Linked DNA regions of Triticum aestivum: region 1 is linked to region 2. The links are chromatin contacts, called in public HiCAR-type maps. All regions are on one chromosome and are shown on one strand. The core of a region is the stretch at or near the end of the contact, and the rest is flanking DNA. Distances in the headings are between cores, read along the strand shown. Region 1 holds the start of LOC123104086 (putative F-box/kelch-repeat protein At3g22730). Region 2 holds the start of LOC123104084 (serine/threonine-protein kinase D6PK).

Region 1 (4,372 bases), core at 222-2,721, 290 kb before region 2:
GAGATAGTACAGGTCGCGGAGCGATCTCCCGTCGGGCTTCGAGAGGTGCAGCCGCTGGCCGGTCGCGGGGTTGACGATCTTCAGCGTGTACTTCCTGTAGAAGCAGAGCAGGCCATTGCAGGACGCGAAGAGGTGGTCGTCCGGGTCCATGGACGCCGCCGCCCACGTTGACACGGACCATTTCTCATCGAAGAGCTTCATGCGGCCAGGCATGGCGGTCTTGAGGCTCGCCGAGGCCTCCAGCCTGGGCAGGAAGAGGAGGAGGTGCTCCGGTGCACGGTTGGCATGGTCCATGATGAAGCAGGGGTCGCTGATCACGCCGCGCCATTGGTGGCACGTCCCGCGGAGCCTCTGCAGAGTGCTCACCGGAAGCCGGAGAAGTATCTCGTGCAGGACGTCTGGTGTGAGGCGGCTGATGCTTGCCAACTGATTTTCGGTTGCCTGCTCGTGCTCTGCGTCGTTTATGTCACTGGCCATTTCCAAGCACCTTTTCCCCTAAGAAAGTTGTGCCTGACAAGTCCTGTAATATGCCATAAAATTGGAAGCTTAGGAACATACATATGGTGCGTTGCTTTCAGAAATGGAGGTGCTAGTATATCTATAATCTATCAAGATCGATTCAGTTCTAGGATCATGCGATCATTTGGAACTTTTGACAGAAACAGCCATTTTTCTATGGGAACGGCTTATCTGACCCAAAGTTAATATAAAGTTGAGTCGTTTATTCTCGCACGGAGGGAGTATTCATATTCTGCCAAACAAGTAGTAGAAGTATTTGGTTATGCTGACTAAGTTTTCAGTGTATTTGTTTGTGTTCAACATAATATGTGCTTCTAGAACAAAATTCCTTCCAAGAGAACCGGCTTTGCTTTGGTCGTGCCCTCGGAAAAGAAGGCACTCTGCTATTATCAGTCACTAGTCTAGCATCTACTAGCTCTGATTTTCAACTTGAATTGGTCAGAATAGCCCTGCACTGCAAGGCTGCAAATGAAACGAGTGCATGGCTAACTTTTTCTAGTAGCTGCAGCAGCAACAAAGGACCATGAACTGGAACAGCAGCACGCCTTCAGGGCGCATCCAACAAAGCCACTAACACGCGTGCGTATGGATACGAACCCATCACTCACACGTTCTACAAGGTTCTAGACCAAGTTCATTCCAGATTCCAGTTCATCGATCCTCGACTTGAAAACTACCTAGCTGACATGGCGGCCGAATCCGACACTAGGCAAAAGATTGCAGGAATCTGAAGAAAACTTACAGCGGAATCTTCTCTCCAACTCCCGGCGGGATCTATCTTCCCCAGGCGAAGAAGACGAAGAAGAAGCCGCCCGCGGCCACAGGCTTAAGCCCACCGTTATCCTCGGAGAGTGCTACTACTTATCGGCCTCCTCTCTGGCAGTAACTAGCCTTCGTGGACCCAAGCATCGCACTCCACCAAGTCTCCAGGAGTCCAGCGTTACCGTTATCTCTCTCTGATTGCGTGACGGCTTCTTCAACCGCCCGTAGAATCCAAAAACAGAAAAATATCAAGGGCATAGGCCCAGCAAGCAGCGAAGGCCCGAGTATTCAAACGGTGGACAGTATACCGTACTCGTACAATAGCATGGCTCCCTACAAAAGTACAAGCGTCCACACTCTGTGCGAGCGATAATCTATTCATCAGGAGATCTGAAAAATCTTTCGAAACTTTCAATAAGCATATACGTCGTGGGGGCAACATGCACACTTGCAGTATTTGATGCTGAATATCTATTTTCTAGCAAATGGTTCGGCATTATTCGGGTTGGTGTAGCTTAAATGGTACTCCTACTAATGATGACGTTAATCAAAGCGAGTAATAATATCAATGACTAATTTTCATTTGGGACTAACTCGTGGCTATTTCCGCACAACCATATGATCAAGTTTCAACCCTGAATGGGTTATTTGCTGAAGATATTGGCGCTGCTGTGAGCGGCATGGTCCTCCGAGGTCAGTCGGGCTACTTGCTGAATTGCAGTGACCCCCTCGAGGCTCAACTTCTAGTGATTAAGGAAGGTTGATGCTTGATCTTCAATGGAGTCAGCTCCCAATGGCCATTGAAACATATTGCCTTCAAGCTGTGAATATGCAGAAGAGAAGAAACTTGGACAGATCTCGTTACTGCGTTATTGTTCGTGATATTAGTTTGCTCATGGAACAATGAAAACCTTGTATTACTCATATCCGTCGTGGGGGCAACATGTACACTTGCAATATTTGATGTTGAATATGTACTTTTTAAGCAAATGGTTCGGCATTATTTGGGTTGGTGCAGCTTAAATGGTACACTGATACCCCCTCGGTAAACTAAAGTAGTGATCTAAAAGATCTTATATTAATTTACAAAGGGGGTACTAATGATGATGTTGACTGATTTTCATTTGGGACTAACTCGCGGCAATTTTCGGACGACTATACGATCAAGTTTCAACACTGAATGGGTCATCTGCTGAAGATATTGTCGCTGCGGGGAGCGGCATGGTCCTCTAAGGTCAGCCGGGCTCCATAGTTTTCCCTGCATGCATGTAATTGCTGAATTGCAGTGACCCCCTCGAGGCTGAATTTCTAGTGATTATGGAAGGTTCGACGCTTGATCTTCAATGGAGTCAGCTCCCAATGGCCATTGGAACATTATTGCCTACAAGTTGTGAATATGCTGAAGAAAAGGAATTTGGCCAGATCTCGTTAATACTTTATTGTTTGTGAGATTAGTTTGCTTATATGGAACAATGAAAATCTTGTATTACTCATATTCTTCGCACTCAGAATGATGTAAGCCATTTTATGGCAAATTATGGTAGAACCTCTGGGTGCACTGTTGTGTGGCTCGGATCTGGCCCTGAAGACGCCATCAGACTTTATTAGAATTATGGTAGTTTTGCTACGAGAGTAATACAAATGTTAAAAAAAGTTTCATCACTTTGTCAGGTGCATCCCAGTATCATGCTCGTACAGTTCTACTCTCCTCTCCCCCGATGTTTCACCATCGCCACCTAGTGACATAGTCATCAGAATTTCGTCTCTTCCTCTATTGGTTCATAGAAATTTCCATTTGTGGCCATTACCATCACGACAAGTCTGCAATCAATATTCAATACCAACTGTGCCCAAGTTTGTTGGAAAACACAATTCCGGGTCCGTTTGCTTCACAGGATTTCTACACATTCCGAAGGAATTGTGAGTTCCACCGTTTCTTTTTCCTTTGCCGCGTTCTTTTCAAAGGAAGCTGCTACAGTTAGATTAGAGGAAATGATCATAACAGTGTTCATTCCATAGGAATAAACACATTTGCCCTGACCACATTTTTGGGCGGAAGCCCGAGGCTGCCCTCCTGACGAGCCGAGTAAAATATACTGCCATAGGGTTGAGGTGTGAGAGAAGAATGACCATATGCGAATAAAAAAAATCGCATAGCTACTGCTGCTGCGTGATTAATACTAGTACGATCTCTAGTGGCCCATCCGATATTCCGAACGCACAGCGATTGTTTCTTTCCTCTGTTTCAATTCCTCCGTATAGCACTTACAAGGAATCCCTGTTCCTACACCTTTTTACTTTCCTATGGTTTATAATCCTTTGAAGCGAACGGGGCCTCCATAATCAACGCGGATGATAACAATGCAAATCGAAGGAATATAACTAACAAAGTCTAGAAATCATAGATTGTACTAGCTAGAATTGTGTAACTAGTCCAGCCATCGTGTAAATTCGTACAATTGGAAGGTAGGATCATGATTCTAACCACCTTGGTGGCGTCGACCCAACTTGTTGGCACCACCTATTGATTGTTGTGCTCGTGGCTAACACCGTTGTTAAGCAACCAATCCATTGATTTCAAGGAGTTTTATTGGTTATCATCGTCGTCGCTAGTCATTTCTGTCCACTTTCTCTTATTCATCCTTAGTGTTTTTTTCTTCTATAATTACTAAATCCATTGAGCCCGATCGGACAAAGTGGGGATGTCGTGCCTTGTAAGACAAAATCCAGCATGTCCTCCATTAAATTGTATTCCCTCTGTTCCTAAATATAAGTCCTTTTAGAGATTTTAGTATATGTAGTCCTTAGGGAAATCTCTAAAAGGACTTATATTTAGAAACACATGGAGTATTAATTCTATCAAAAAACAAGAAAAAAAATCAAAAACATGCCCATATTACAAAAAGATCAAAGCAAAGACAACATGTGTATCATTTCTACACAGATCCTTAGTGTTTCTCTATTGTGTGAAGTAGTTGAATGGTTTTGGTAAGCTGGAGATTACACATCATGCTAGGGTGCAATTTTCAGTGGGAAGTCATGTGAACAAGGTGGTGATGCAAGCTTGTCATCTCCTTTTGAGAGGTTGTGC
Region 2 (4,299 bases), core at 1,647-4,146:
GAGGACCAAAGCATGTGGTTGGAACAACACAGGATGGCTGAATGCACGCAGGTTGGACGCAGTACGCTGCATTGTTCCTCTGCAGCGCATCTAAGCCAGGATTTGCACCCCTGATCACGGTTGGGCTCACTGAACAACGAAGAGAGAGGTCAAAATCAGTCAGCATGATGTGCCCATCCTCCCGAACTAGGACATTTTCTGGCTTGAGATCACGGTATATAATCCCGAGCATATGCAGGTACTCCAATGCAAGGAGCACCTCTGCTACATAGAACCTGAAACATCAAGAGAGAAAGAAAAAAAAATAAGTTAAATCCTTCGTCAGCATTCAGCACAGCTTTCATAGGCAAATGAAAATCCAACAATGATCCACTTAGCAACGTGCAACTATCAGCATGGGACACATTAGTTTCTACAACATACTGCACCTTTCTGATTCTATTGTGCACAATAAACATGCTATATATTACGACGTAAAAAAGACTTAAGTATTTCATATGCAACCTGACTATGGCAACATGAAGCTATCAGGCCCAAAAATAATGAAGTGATGTTGAAGCAGACGAGACACATGATAAAATACCTAACAAAGAATGTTATAAACAAATCATTCATGTGAAATAATTAGCAAGAGAAAGTGCATACTTTGCTGCTTGCTCTGAAAAATGTTTTCCAGGCTGCCTTTGTCGAAGAGTGTGCAAGTCCCCTCCAGGGCAGAACTCCATAACCAGACACGAAAACTTGTCCGTCTCAAAATGAGTATATAGGGTCGGCAGAAATGGATGATCCAGGGACTGCAGTATCTCCCGCTCGGTCTGTGCCCGGAGCAGCTTCTTCCGACTAGCCAGAGATGTTTTATCCATCACCTTCATTGCAAAGTGACTCTTGGTACCACTCAATTCAGAGAGATACACACTTCCGATATCACCAGAACCCAGCTTCTTAAGCAACCTAAATTGGTTCAGACCAAGAACGCCCTCCCTGGATTTGACCACTTGGATGGCCTCCCACCTCGAATCATTCCCTTTGTGGGGCTTTGTGGTGGCACTGCTCATACTGCTGCAGGAGCTCTCATCACTCAAATCACTGCTTGCACTAACACGGCACATGCTGCTCTTGCCACTCTCGGTGAAATCTCGGCCACTTGTCTTAGCACTACCACTGGTCTTACCCAGACTATTTGTCCCATCACTCACTTTAGCTGAAATAAAGCTATCACTGATACTACTCTTTTGCGACGACTTCTTTTCTTGATTCTCGTTGGAATCGGAGTTCTTAGTCTCTTTTGACTCATCAGATTCTGCCTCTGGGGCTAGTGGCACATCCAGGCCCCCAGAGTCTGAGGAGAGATCTGGAGCATCCTTGTCCAGCACAGGAGCTGGAGATTCTTGCTGCTGGTCCGGCTCCCCGGAAACCTCCTCAGCAGCAGATCGCTGCCTGTCATCTTCACCCATTTCCTTTGGCTTTGCCGCTTGCTCCGGCATACTTTGGGAGGCAGGCTTGGAAGACATGAACTGAGCAAGCGGTTGACCGGAATCACAACAAACGCCCAGTCTAGGCGCCCGGTCAGTGCTCAGTACAAGGCTGACCGAGCAATTCCCAACCTCCTAACCTGCAAATCAATTCGCCCAGACAGCGTATCAGCATACCAATAAAATAACTAGGGTTTGTTCGTATCAATTCACCAGAAGAGAACAAGGATCAGAAATATTCCAAGAAATCCAAACCACCAGGTAAAATCGACAGAAACAACAACCTAAAACGGACACGCCGAGCAGAAAAGAAAGAAATCCCTACACAGAAAGAGAAAGGGGGGAATCATTTTGAGAACCACCCATGAGACCAAGAAGTCACCTGCAGACTCACACACAAGCTACTGCAACTAAGCGCTGGGCAGATCCATCCACCCGGCCGCCCCTGCCACTCCGCCGCATCCCAAAAGAGGAGAAGAGAGGAGGTGAAGGGAGGAGAGAGGTCCTGGCTAGAAAGAAGAAATCACAAGCCCCCCACTCCACCCCACCCCCAGGAAACCCCGAGCCAGCAGCATCTCCCACAAAAATAGGGCGGAGTGGGCCAGAACCGCGGGATTAATAACAAAAGGGAATCTTTAAGATATCCCCAAAGCGGCGAGGTGAAGGGGATGGAAAGGGGGAGGAAGGAAGGAGAGAGCATTGCAACCTGGCACAGCTGCGAGCTCGTCACAAGGCGCACACATCCCACCTTTCCCCTCCCTTCCCCCAAAGGGAGAAGCAGGCATGATGGAGCGCGCCATGGATCATATGAGCCACAGCGCGGCAAGCACACATGCGGTGTCGCGCATACGTAGAGACAGACTAGCATGGCATCCACATCAGGGCATGGGGGGCACTCACTCCAGCGCCCCCATTGAATGCAAGCTAGCAGGCAAGCAACGGAAAGAAGAGAGAGAAAATGGTTTTTTAATGAATAAAAGGGGCGGGATTGGATCTGGAGAGTGATGGGCGGCGGCGGTAAAGCCGCACAAGCAGCAGATCAAGAAGGAGCACCCGCATATCCATCCCCACCTCCACCTGAGGAAAATGACGCCGCCCCTAAATCCCTAGGCGGCCGTCCAGTCAAGAAACCAAGCTGCCGGGCCGTGGCCGGGCGGGGGAGGCGGCATACCTTACCTTAGGAGGAGGGCGGGGTGGCCGTGGCGGCGGGTCGAGGGAGCGGAGACGCGGCGGCGGCGGGATATTCGTCGTCTCCGCGCGGAAGGCGGGCCATGTGCGGGCGGGGCTGGCAATGGCGGAGGGAAGTGGAGGGAGGTGGGGGCGGGTGGAGTGGCGAGAGTACTAATTGGTGTGGGGATTCATCCGGGCAAGGGGAGGAGAGCTGCTGGCGCTGGGTCAGTGGCTGGCCCAGCCTGCAAAGAGACAAGCGCTTGTGGGGGAGAAGGGGAGGGGATGGAGGGACGGGTCAAAGATGATGGTGGTGGTGGTGAAAAGCTGGGCTCTTGGGGCGCATAAACTAGTCTACAGAGCGGTTGATGATGATGGTGGTGAGTAAATTAAACATGGGTTAGGGTTAGGGTGGGTAGCCAGCCGAGGGTACGGCGTGCAGGGCGTGGTCTCCCTCCTCTCGCTCCCTCTTTTTCCCACGGACCGAGACTCCCGTGCCCAACGTCCACTTTCCTCCTCCTTCCCCTGCTTGCGGGCGCTTCCTGTTGCAGAGATCTGGATGGCGATGGTGGTGCTGGAGGCCCATCCTGGCCGTCCGTTCTTCTCATCTAGCATGTGTGCATGCTGTAAAGGAATTTGTGTGTGCATGCTGTAAAGGAATTTGTTTTGGAATTCAAAGGCATTGATCTAAAAGTTTGTGTTATAGAGTCAAGCTCGTTCGATCAATTTGATACGGTCTATCCATTCCGGGAGAGGGTTTAGGGCGCGTAAGTGTGGCGCACGCAGATTCTGTGCCGTTGATTTGCGCCAAGATTCGCGTTTGGGGATGTATAGACAGGTTTTTGTTTTCACTTTTATCTATAATATATGTTCGCATATCATGACGATATACCTGTTCATGTGGGGTCGTGTAGATAGGGAAATGACAAACACTTGAAGATAAGGAAAAATGGTTCACCGGACCCTAGTTATGGTACTCTTGCTGCTTCTTCTTTGTTCTTCTCTCATGTGCATCAAAATAGAATATCCACCTTCGAACATCATTTGAGTACATACGCAAAAAGAAAAGAGATCATCTTGTGTCCTTGGAGATTGAAGCCATCAAGATAAGAAGCACCACAACAGTATATTTGGTGCAAACAGGTACATATTCGACTGCAAACTTGATTTTCTTGTTTAGTCCTTGGAGCGATCTTGTTTGTTCAAGAACGAGCTTTTAATGTGTGCTATAGCTGGAACATTCTGATATTTGATATTTGTATTTATTGCGTCAGTGTTCGCGTTGGTCATTTGTTATCTTTGAAATATTGAGTACTTTTAATTTGAAATTGTATGAGCTAGAATCTTATGATGCGTCTGTAAACAATGGGAGCACATGTATGTGTATAAAATATATTTTCACAAATTTTTAGAGAAAAGTCATACGCCCGACTTTATGAATAAAGCCACCAGACAGAGTCAACGAGACCACACAAAAGTTTCACCAACATAAGGGACACAGTACGAAAGAGTAAACGGTGGCACGCAGGCTAGATAACAGTGGAATCTATTTTCACAAATTTTTAGAGAAAAGTCATACGCCCGACTTTATGAATAAAGCCACCAGACAGAGTCAACGAGACCACACAAAAGTTTCACCAACATAAGGGACACGGTACGA

The links. HiCAR-type assays count read pairs that join an accessible place to other places.
Region 1: a HiCAR-type map of leaf shows a contact between it and region 2, with 2.6 times the contacts expected there. The contact joins the promoter of LOC123104086 here to the promoter of LOC123104084 in region 2. A contact is called at or near these places in 2 of 5 Hi-C or Micro-C datasets (both in leaf) and 1 of 1 datasets of contacts at active chromatin or transcription factors (leaf).

Annotation. Positions count from the first base shown.
Region 1 is chr5A:470,356,632-470,361,003 of IWGSC CS RefSeq v2.1, reverse strand. It overlaps LOC123104086 (putative F-box/kelch-repeat protein At3g22730), which reads right to left and starts at 1,471. Exons shown (of 2, transcript XM_044525811.1): 1 at 1,262-1,471; 2 at 1-520. The coding sequence starts at 477.
Region 2 is chr5A:470,070,451-470,074,749 of IWGSC CS RefSeq v2.1, reverse strand. It overlaps LOC123104084 (serine/threonine-protein kinase D6PK), which reads right to left and starts at 2,896. Exons shown (of 3, transcript XM_044525806.1): 1 at 2,649-2,896; 2 at 646-1,612; 3 at 1-275. The coding sequence starts at 1,511.